Regions from separate parts of the Ctenopharyngodon idella genome. Here region 2 is linked to region 1. Evidence: chromatin contacts called from public Hi-C data. All regions are on one chromosome and are shown on one strand. Each heading gives the region's core, a stretch centred on a gene start, on an enhancer-like site or on the middle of the called end of the contact. The rest is flanking DNA. Distances are from core to core; before and after follow the strand shown.

Region 1 (4,115 bases), core at 1,124-3,623:
TGATGCACTGCGGCTACATGACTCTTCTCACCTGTATCCTCTGAAACACTCCGGATTGTTAAAGCGATTTGGTAAGTTTTCATCCACTTTGTACACATCGCTTGTCTTTATTTCAAACGCGTCATTAGATAAGACTTCAGGCTCCATCCTTGTCCCTTCATCTGCGGAATGATCGTCCATGTTTCCGTTTGTGTCGATCCTCACACTTTATACATTCCCTGCGAGTGGTTGGTTGCTATCAACACTGTAACTAGGTGACGTCATGCGTGTTTATTTGGTCTTTTTTCCCACAAAACTGGTTTTCAAAGATTATTATTTATTATTATTATTATTATTATTAAAAAACGCTTTTCTACTGAGTGAAATTACAAGCTAGCTACATTTTTACATTATTCTAAAAGTTAATGAAAACTGATTGACTTCAGCAAATCCATTGAGATGTCCAAGATGAACCTTATACCAATGATGGTATCATTATAGTGTTTAAAACATTTCTAAGGTAACTTAAATTTTCATAAAAAATACTCCAAGACAACCTCTTTCCCAAAGATTAGAAATGTTTTTTTTTATTATTATTATTGCATTCAAACTTTGACAGAACAATAAAGGCTCTAAATATTGCTGAAAATAAAATCCATTTTTGTATAATTTTTATTTAATAAAACATTTTTGATCATTTTAAACGTTTACACATTGCCATTTTTTATTTGCATCAATTGCATGTTACACTGTGATGACAGAATCTGTTTTATTACAAAAGCAAAAAGATTATATTTCACGATGAAGTTAGCAAAAGGTTGTCAGACGTCCACGTGCCTCTCAACCTAGAAAAAAATCAAAAGAATAACGATTCAACCATCTTTTTTTTTTTTTTTTACCAAATTAATTAGTTATTTGATCATGCAGCCACTTCTAAATCACCCTTCAACACATTTACATTTAATAGATTAGTAGTTTTTTTTTTTTACATAGAAAATAACAATAAACATACTATTGATGCTCAGATGTTTCTGCTGCTTAATGAACTGCTGAATATTAATGCTACAAAAGTTTAATGCTGCATACATACCCTTTATGAACATTTTAAGTTGTCATCCAGAGTCTCATCCGATTTACTTCACTTCATGCCTAAAAGTTAAAACAATACAGTGTGTCCATCATCAAGTTCAGTCTCATAATGCCAAAGAGAAGTAGATATGGGCATGGTTGAGTTTTTATGCAAGTGTAAAGTGTTCATTTATGCAAACATTCATATTAAAAAATTTCCTCTTTATTCATTTGCTTCCAAACCTGGCTTGAGTTTCTCCACGCTGACAAACACACTGCCACGGTGCATTATTACTCACGGTACGAGTTTGAGTCTGGCCTAGCGCGTACCAAAAGTAATAATGGACTGTGAAGCAGTTAAAAGGGCTTCTTTCTTCTCATCAAGGCATGACATTGTCAAATTAAACTGTTTATATGGTTTCAAACATGTAGAATTTAAACATATTCGTGATTTGCTACAATTATGCAGACTTTACCTTTTGCAGACTTCAGAAGTAACATCTTAGTCTTCATTGGTCCTCTTTAGTGCTCTTACTCAGATTCTGAGAGGTTAAATCCATCCATGGCTGCAGTGAAGGAGTAGAAAAACATGATGTAATACTTTAAACAAAGCAGTATTGTTAGACTAGAGGCTTCTCTATCAGAAATAACATTGTTCAGAGCATTGTTCCACTCTAATATGGATATAAATACATGCACAAAACAAATAATTTAACACTTCAACGCCCTATTTAATATTAAGATTTGCCAACAGAGGGCGCAATTTTATACAACGTGATCAGCTGACGTGTGATTAAAATCTAAAATGTATTTTAGTAGAATAAAACACTTTAAAATACTCTATAAGCCTAATTCTTGTATTAATCTATAGTACTTTTTCAAAAATTTCAAACAAATATGAAGTAAAGTTACATAGATTGATGCATTAGCACAACTTTAGGAGTAAAGCCAGTTGCCTGAAATGTTCAACTGAAACATACTGCAATACTTTACGTCTATATATATTGCATACTGTAATGGATTAAAAAAGCAACAATAACTTTAAAGCAGCTCCAAAAAGCAATGACATATTGTTCGTGTGTGACCCAAAATCCTTTGGAAAATTGTTTTTTCAAAACTCTACCTGAAAATTATGGATCTGTTTCCAAATATGTGCTGATCCAGCTGGTGAATCTGAGATATGAGGAGGTCCATAGATGAATGTTTGAGCTCCAGAAGCAGAACTTTACTAACGCAGTCATTGTAGCCTACACCTCTGTCCAGACATGTGAGAAATGCAATGCCTTTGTCGTGTAAGTGGTTCTTTTTATTTAACCTTCCTGTGGAAGTGAGGAATCAGGATGGTCATTCCCCAAACCGGAATTCCTGTGTGTGTTTGGAACTGATAAAACTGCTGTAAAGAACAAGCTCCATCCTCCTAGAACCGCTGGAGTCTGTCAGTGAACTCTGAGAAGGCTTTTTCATTCTTTTGAAGTGGGAAGTTGTGCACACTTAAGCAAATTACTCTGTTTTTAGGATTACTGCATCTTCTAATTATTTAATTTACATAAGCAGGTTTCTTGTTCTGCTTGGGGCTGTTGAAATATCAAAAAATGGGGAAAACTGTGCTCCGAAAGCATAGTAAACATGATTTCACCAAGTTCAACACATTCCTGGATCAACATCTTTGTTGACCCTGGAACAACATTCCAATAAACCAATCAGATTTGAAGGACAATACAGTTAATGTCAAGTTTACATCCAGGGTGTTTCTACATCAGTGTTATTCACCCTCTGATTTTAGGGATAAGTTATGGGTATGGTTAGGTTTAGGGGTAGGAATAGGTCTACATTTTCGGACAGGAATGTTGTTCCAGAATCTTACTTGGCTAAAACATATGCACATCCCTGTTGAAAAAAACAGCACATGCTGGTAAGGTAGGTTTTGAAGCCGGTATGCTGGTTTGAGCTGGTTTATGCTGGTCCTATGCTGTTCCATGTTGGTCCTATGCTGGTCCATGCTGGTCCTGGACCAGCACTTGACCAGCATAAACCATCTCAAACCAGCATACCAGCTTCAAAACCTACCTTAACCAGCATATGCTGTTTTTTTTTTTTTTTACTTCCCCTTGTTGTATGTCAACAGTTTTATGTCAGGACTTATCTACACTCTAAAAAACGCTGGGTTATTTTTCTACCCAAATGTTGGGTTCAGGTTAATAACCTTACTTTTTGTGTTACGCAGCCGTTGGTCTAGTAGCTGGGTCAATCTCACTGACAGTTGAAACAATACACCCTCCGACGCAACAACCTAGCTTCAGAGTTACACAAAGCGCGGGCTTTTTGAATCCTAGTCAGGAGAGAGCAGTTCTCAACGCCGCCGAATTGGTTCATTTCTTCGGTAAAATAACGGTTTGTATACGTTTTATTTTGTCTATAAAGTCTTTATAGTGCTGTAAATCACTTTATTTTATGCAACACAACATACAGGGATGAGATGTCAGCGAAACGCGTCAGTCAACACGGGTAGTTTCTCGTGATGGAAACGCCTTTTTCTTGCATAAATAAACTAATTTTATATAGTCCCTGACAAAATAACAAAATGACTAAATCAGAAGCCAGGACCATAATAACTCTGTTTAATAAAATATCACTTAAATATTAACACAGAAAACTACTGAAAATAAAGGAAAAACAAGAGGCCAACATGTTTTAATTTATGCTTGAAGGTTAGCATGAGGAGGGGGAGAGAAATGCAGCATTTCCAGTGTTGGAGGAAACAGGAAGCCGCTGGTGGATGAAGATAGCAGGGCCTGCTTCATCCGAACAATAAAAATCTCACCCGCTCAGGAAAAGGATCTGCGTCAGCAGTGAGTGACAGATTTTAGAAAGACAAAATGGTGCCAGATCCAAAGTGGCGGGAGAAAATCAGTGTTTCACTTAAAGACCTCAAACACAATGCCATGTTCCTTATATTTCATCGAAAGTAAATTCCACGTCGTTCTAGAATTGCTGTTATGAAACACTTCCGTGGGCATGGTCAAACATTATTTCAGAAATGCAAACTCTTTTAACACACTACTTAGGCG
Region 2 (4,115 bases), core at 734-3,233, 180 kb before region 1:
GCGCATGCGCATTAGCTGGTCTTGCATGAAAAACAAGCTTTTTAAAACGCAATTTGAACATAAGAAACAAGCTACATGATGCGATTGTTGTCAGATTTAATTGGTGTTTTTAAAAATTAAATGTAATCGTAAGCTTAGTAAACAGTTTTGGAGAATTTGAAGTTTCCCTATTCACAAAGATAGGAGCTGCGCTTGGATGCCCGAAAGGCGTTTCAAAGATGGCCGCTGAGTGAAATTACTTGTCTTAAAGGTACTTTGGTAGTTAATTAAGAGGACCGTACACCGCCATCTTGCTTCAACAGAAGTGACTTGGCGTGAACGCACCTTTCGTACACACGACTTCCCAACTCATAAAAACGAACTTCCCATAATGTGTACACTGTACAGGATGTATCCTGCCTTCACGTGCTCTCGGAATTATCGTGAATACGAGTTTCCTAGGTAAAAAATTGCACGTGAACGCCCTCTCATGATGAAACTTGAATGCAATAAGCTCATAATCACGACTTAAAGGAACACTCCAAACACAAATAGGCTCATTTTCCAACTCCCCTAGAGTTAAACAGTTGAGTTTTACCGTTATTTTCAAAAAAAGTGGAGTGTTCCTTTAAGAAGTGGGAATTGTCAAATTTCCTATAGTAGGCCTACGTGAAGCAGTAGACTCTTACCTTTTTCAGGAAACAGGCTGATCTGTTCCTGTAGATGACCGCGAGCGCTTTCTTGTCTTTGCAGGCTTTTATGGCTTTAGTGTAGCACTCAATGGCTTTGTCGATTTCTCCAGCCTGGAAGTGCTTGTTACCCTCATCCTTTAACTGGACTGGATCTTCAATTTCTCCCATCTAACAGAGAATGGTTACATTTTGTTCACATGCAACTCTTTTCTGTATACAGTCAAATTCATGCAAGTGTTACATGTAAAATTCATTTGTTTGAACTTTCAGACAATATGCTTACACACATTAAAAAGAGAGATATATATCATCACACTTCCACAGTTGATTGATTACATTAGGAATCGCAAACATTTTTATATTACAAGTTTTCTAAAATGTTATGTTTAAATATGCAAATGAGCCATTATCTAATTACATATGCACTAATTTTCATAAAATTCCAGGTTCAGAATTCTTGTTGACATAGAGTCAGAAGTTTTAACAGTGAAAATCCAAAGAAAATACTGTCACTAGCCAGAAAAAAATGTCACCATGTTTTTAGGAATAAGCATTGTACAAAATCAGGCAAATGATATATGAACAAACCCCTCTGTTAAAACCTTCAGAACACAGACAGGAGTAAAACTGTAAAGTTTTGGTGTATAAGTGCAGCTGAAGAGGAGATTTCTGGTTCAGTGCATGACAAAAAACATTTTTTGAGAAAACATCCTTTAAAGATATGTATTGTAATTAAATTCTACAGACATATAGATAAAGTGCAATAAAATAAACATTTAAAAGTGTATTTTGGAAGTTTTCTTTCCATTAGTCTGAAAAGCCAAACAGCCCAAAATCTCAAAATTGAGTCTTGCTTTAATTACAAACCTTTAATTCAAACACATTCCTTGTACCATTTAAATTTCCATCAAAACATGTTCAAACTTACCATTTAGTTGCCAATTTTCTCAAGCAAATGGTCAAACACATGTTATCTGACTTTAAATGTCTGACCCTCAAGCCTTATTTGGGCAACAGTGTGGCCTCATAAGAGATCCTACCTCCACAATACTGAACGCAGTGAATGGCAAATTCTGTTTTCTATAAATTAGACATATTCTGTCTCCTATGACTACAGATTATGCATCCAAAAACAAGCAATCATGCATGTGATTATAGTTACGTACCGTCACTGAAGTCAATTGTGCTTCGTCGTAAGAGGAAAGTCTGTTCTGTGTCACAGTGTAGTTTCTTGTCGTTTGGGTTTATCAGTTGTAACAGCCCCCCAAGAGTCACTTATATATATATATATATCTTACACATGGGGGGCACATACCAAGATAACGGATGGATCCATTTCAATGTGAGGGGTGGCACGGTCTTCATCCACCCCTCCTGTTGTTACAAATGCATTTTGCATCTTATCAGTCACAACCTGAGATTACATCTTTCATGGTTTTTCACTATTCCACATCATGCTGTTCATTTATTCTTGTTATGGCGGATTCATTTTAATTTGAAGATGTGAGGTCACCTCTTATATCAGTGAAATGGCCTGTCTCTGATATGGTCTATTTAGGGAGCAGGTATGACAGCTGAGAAATCAGCAGCAAATGTCCAGAGCGGCCTGATGGGAGGGGGAGGGAGGTGGTGTCTCCCAACAGCTGGTGTGCTGGAGGTCTGACTGGTACTTTCTAGAATGGAAGAACTCTCCATGATAGTAGAAAGAACTGGGGGAAGGTATTAGGTTCATAACAAAACATCCTGCAACCTTATGGTGGTGTTGGTGAGGGACCCTATTGTGGGATCTATTTATAGGGTCAGGACATATCCTGAGTAATACTGAATGTGCTGACTCACAGCTTCTTAACCAAAATTGTAGGTTTTGTTTAATATATATATACAGTAGTGGCCAAAAGTGTGTGTGTGTGTGTTTGTTTTGCCATTTTAAATAAAATTCTGTTGTTCATATTCACAGTTATTGATAAATGCATAAAATCACTATAAATGCCCTGTTGTCATTATGTATAATGTTCATAAAAAGCTGACATCTAAGTGAACAGGGTTGCAATATGTCAATTTATACACTACTGTTTGGGGTAAGATTTTTTTTTTAAAATAAATGTATACTTTTCTTCAGAAAGGACATGTTAAATTGATCAAAAATGACAGTAAAGGCATTTATAATGTTACAAAAGATTTCTATTTTAAATAAATGCTGTTCTTTTGAACAAGAATATTAAGCAGTACAACTGTTTTCAACATTGATAATAATAAGAAATGTTTCTTGAGCAGCAAATCAACATATTAGATTGATTTCTGAAGGATCATGTGACCCTGAAGACTGGAGTAATTATGCTGAAGATTCAGCTTTGCCATGAAATATATTAAAATACAAAACAGTTGTTTTAAATTGTAATAATATTTAACAATATAACTGTTTTACCTGCATAAATGCAGCCTTAGTGAGCATAGGAGACTTCTTTCAAAAACATTAACAACTTCAAACTTCTGAATGATAGAGTACATTGTACATTTTACAACACAATTTAACAGGAACAAAATGTATACATATTTGCTGAAATAAAATGAGTGTCTATTTTACTCATTGTTAGATTTTCCTGTATTTGGCTGAGCAGTTATTTGGGTGGCTTGCCAATATATTTCTCTAATGCATAAGCTTGACCAGAGATCTTGTGTGGAGAAGAATTTATTGAAACACAGTTCTTCAGTAGCGATGTCAACGTGTCGCCCTCAAGTTCACCACTGGGGGGCGTGACTTTGGCAGTTTGATTCATGCTCCGAACCACTGATTCGAAACAAAAGATTTGTGAAGCTTTGAAGCTTCATGAAGAAGTGTTTTGAGATCGCCCATCACTATATTGTTGAATAAAGTCGTTATTTTGTTTTTTTGGCACACAAAAAGTATTCTCGTTGCTTTATAATATTAAGGTTGAACCACTGTAGTCAAATTAACTGTTTTAAATATGTCTTTAGTAGCTTTCTGGGCGTTTGAAAGTGTTAATTATCTTGCTGTCAATGCAGGCCTCACTGAGCCATCGGATTTTATCAAAAATATCTTAATTTGTGTTCTGAAGATGAACGAATGTCTTACGGGTTTGGAACGTCACGACGGTGAGTAATTAATGACAGAATTTTCATTTTTGGGTGAACTAATCCTTTAAAGGCACAGTGTGTAAATTTTCACCACTAGAGGTCGCTTGTTCAAAACAAAGGCGTAGCTTGATGACGCCTTGATTTCGCGGAATCATGGGAGTTGTTGTCTTCTCGTCTACAGCCGGTGGAAAAGAATCGGGACGGGACTCGGGCAGAAATCATGTTCATGGATGAGATTTTAACGTTACTGTAGTATGAAGCAGAGCAGGGCAGAGTGCTGTGCGAGCAGAAACGAGAGTCTCGAGAGCAGTGGAACTTTTATTATTTCTGTTGATGAATGTATCCAAA

What was found. Hi-C and Micro-C count contacts between places; a contact is called where the count stands out from the background.
Region 2: a contact with region 1 is called in a Hi-C map of muscle, with 4 times the contacts expected there. The contact joins the promoter of LOC127517196 here to the promoter of pierce1 in region 1. A contact is called at or near these places in 2 of 2 Hi-C or Micro-C datasets (both in muscle).

Annotation. Positions count from the first base shown.
Region 1 is chr8:28,157,493-28,161,607 of HZGC01, reverse strand. pierce1 (piercer of microtubule wall 1) reads right to left here and starts at 2,373. Exons shown (of 6, transcript XM_051904267.1): 1 at 2,171-2,373; 2 at 1,524-1,613; 3 at 1,070-1,128; 4 at 32-824. The coding sequence starts at 180.
Region 2 is chr8:28,336,258-28,340,372 of HZGC01, reverse strand. LOC127517196 (protein unc-45 homolog B) reads right to left here and starts at 1,983. Exons shown (of 41, transcript XM_051902494.1): 1 at 1,838-1,983; 2 at 669-839. The coding sequence starts at 839.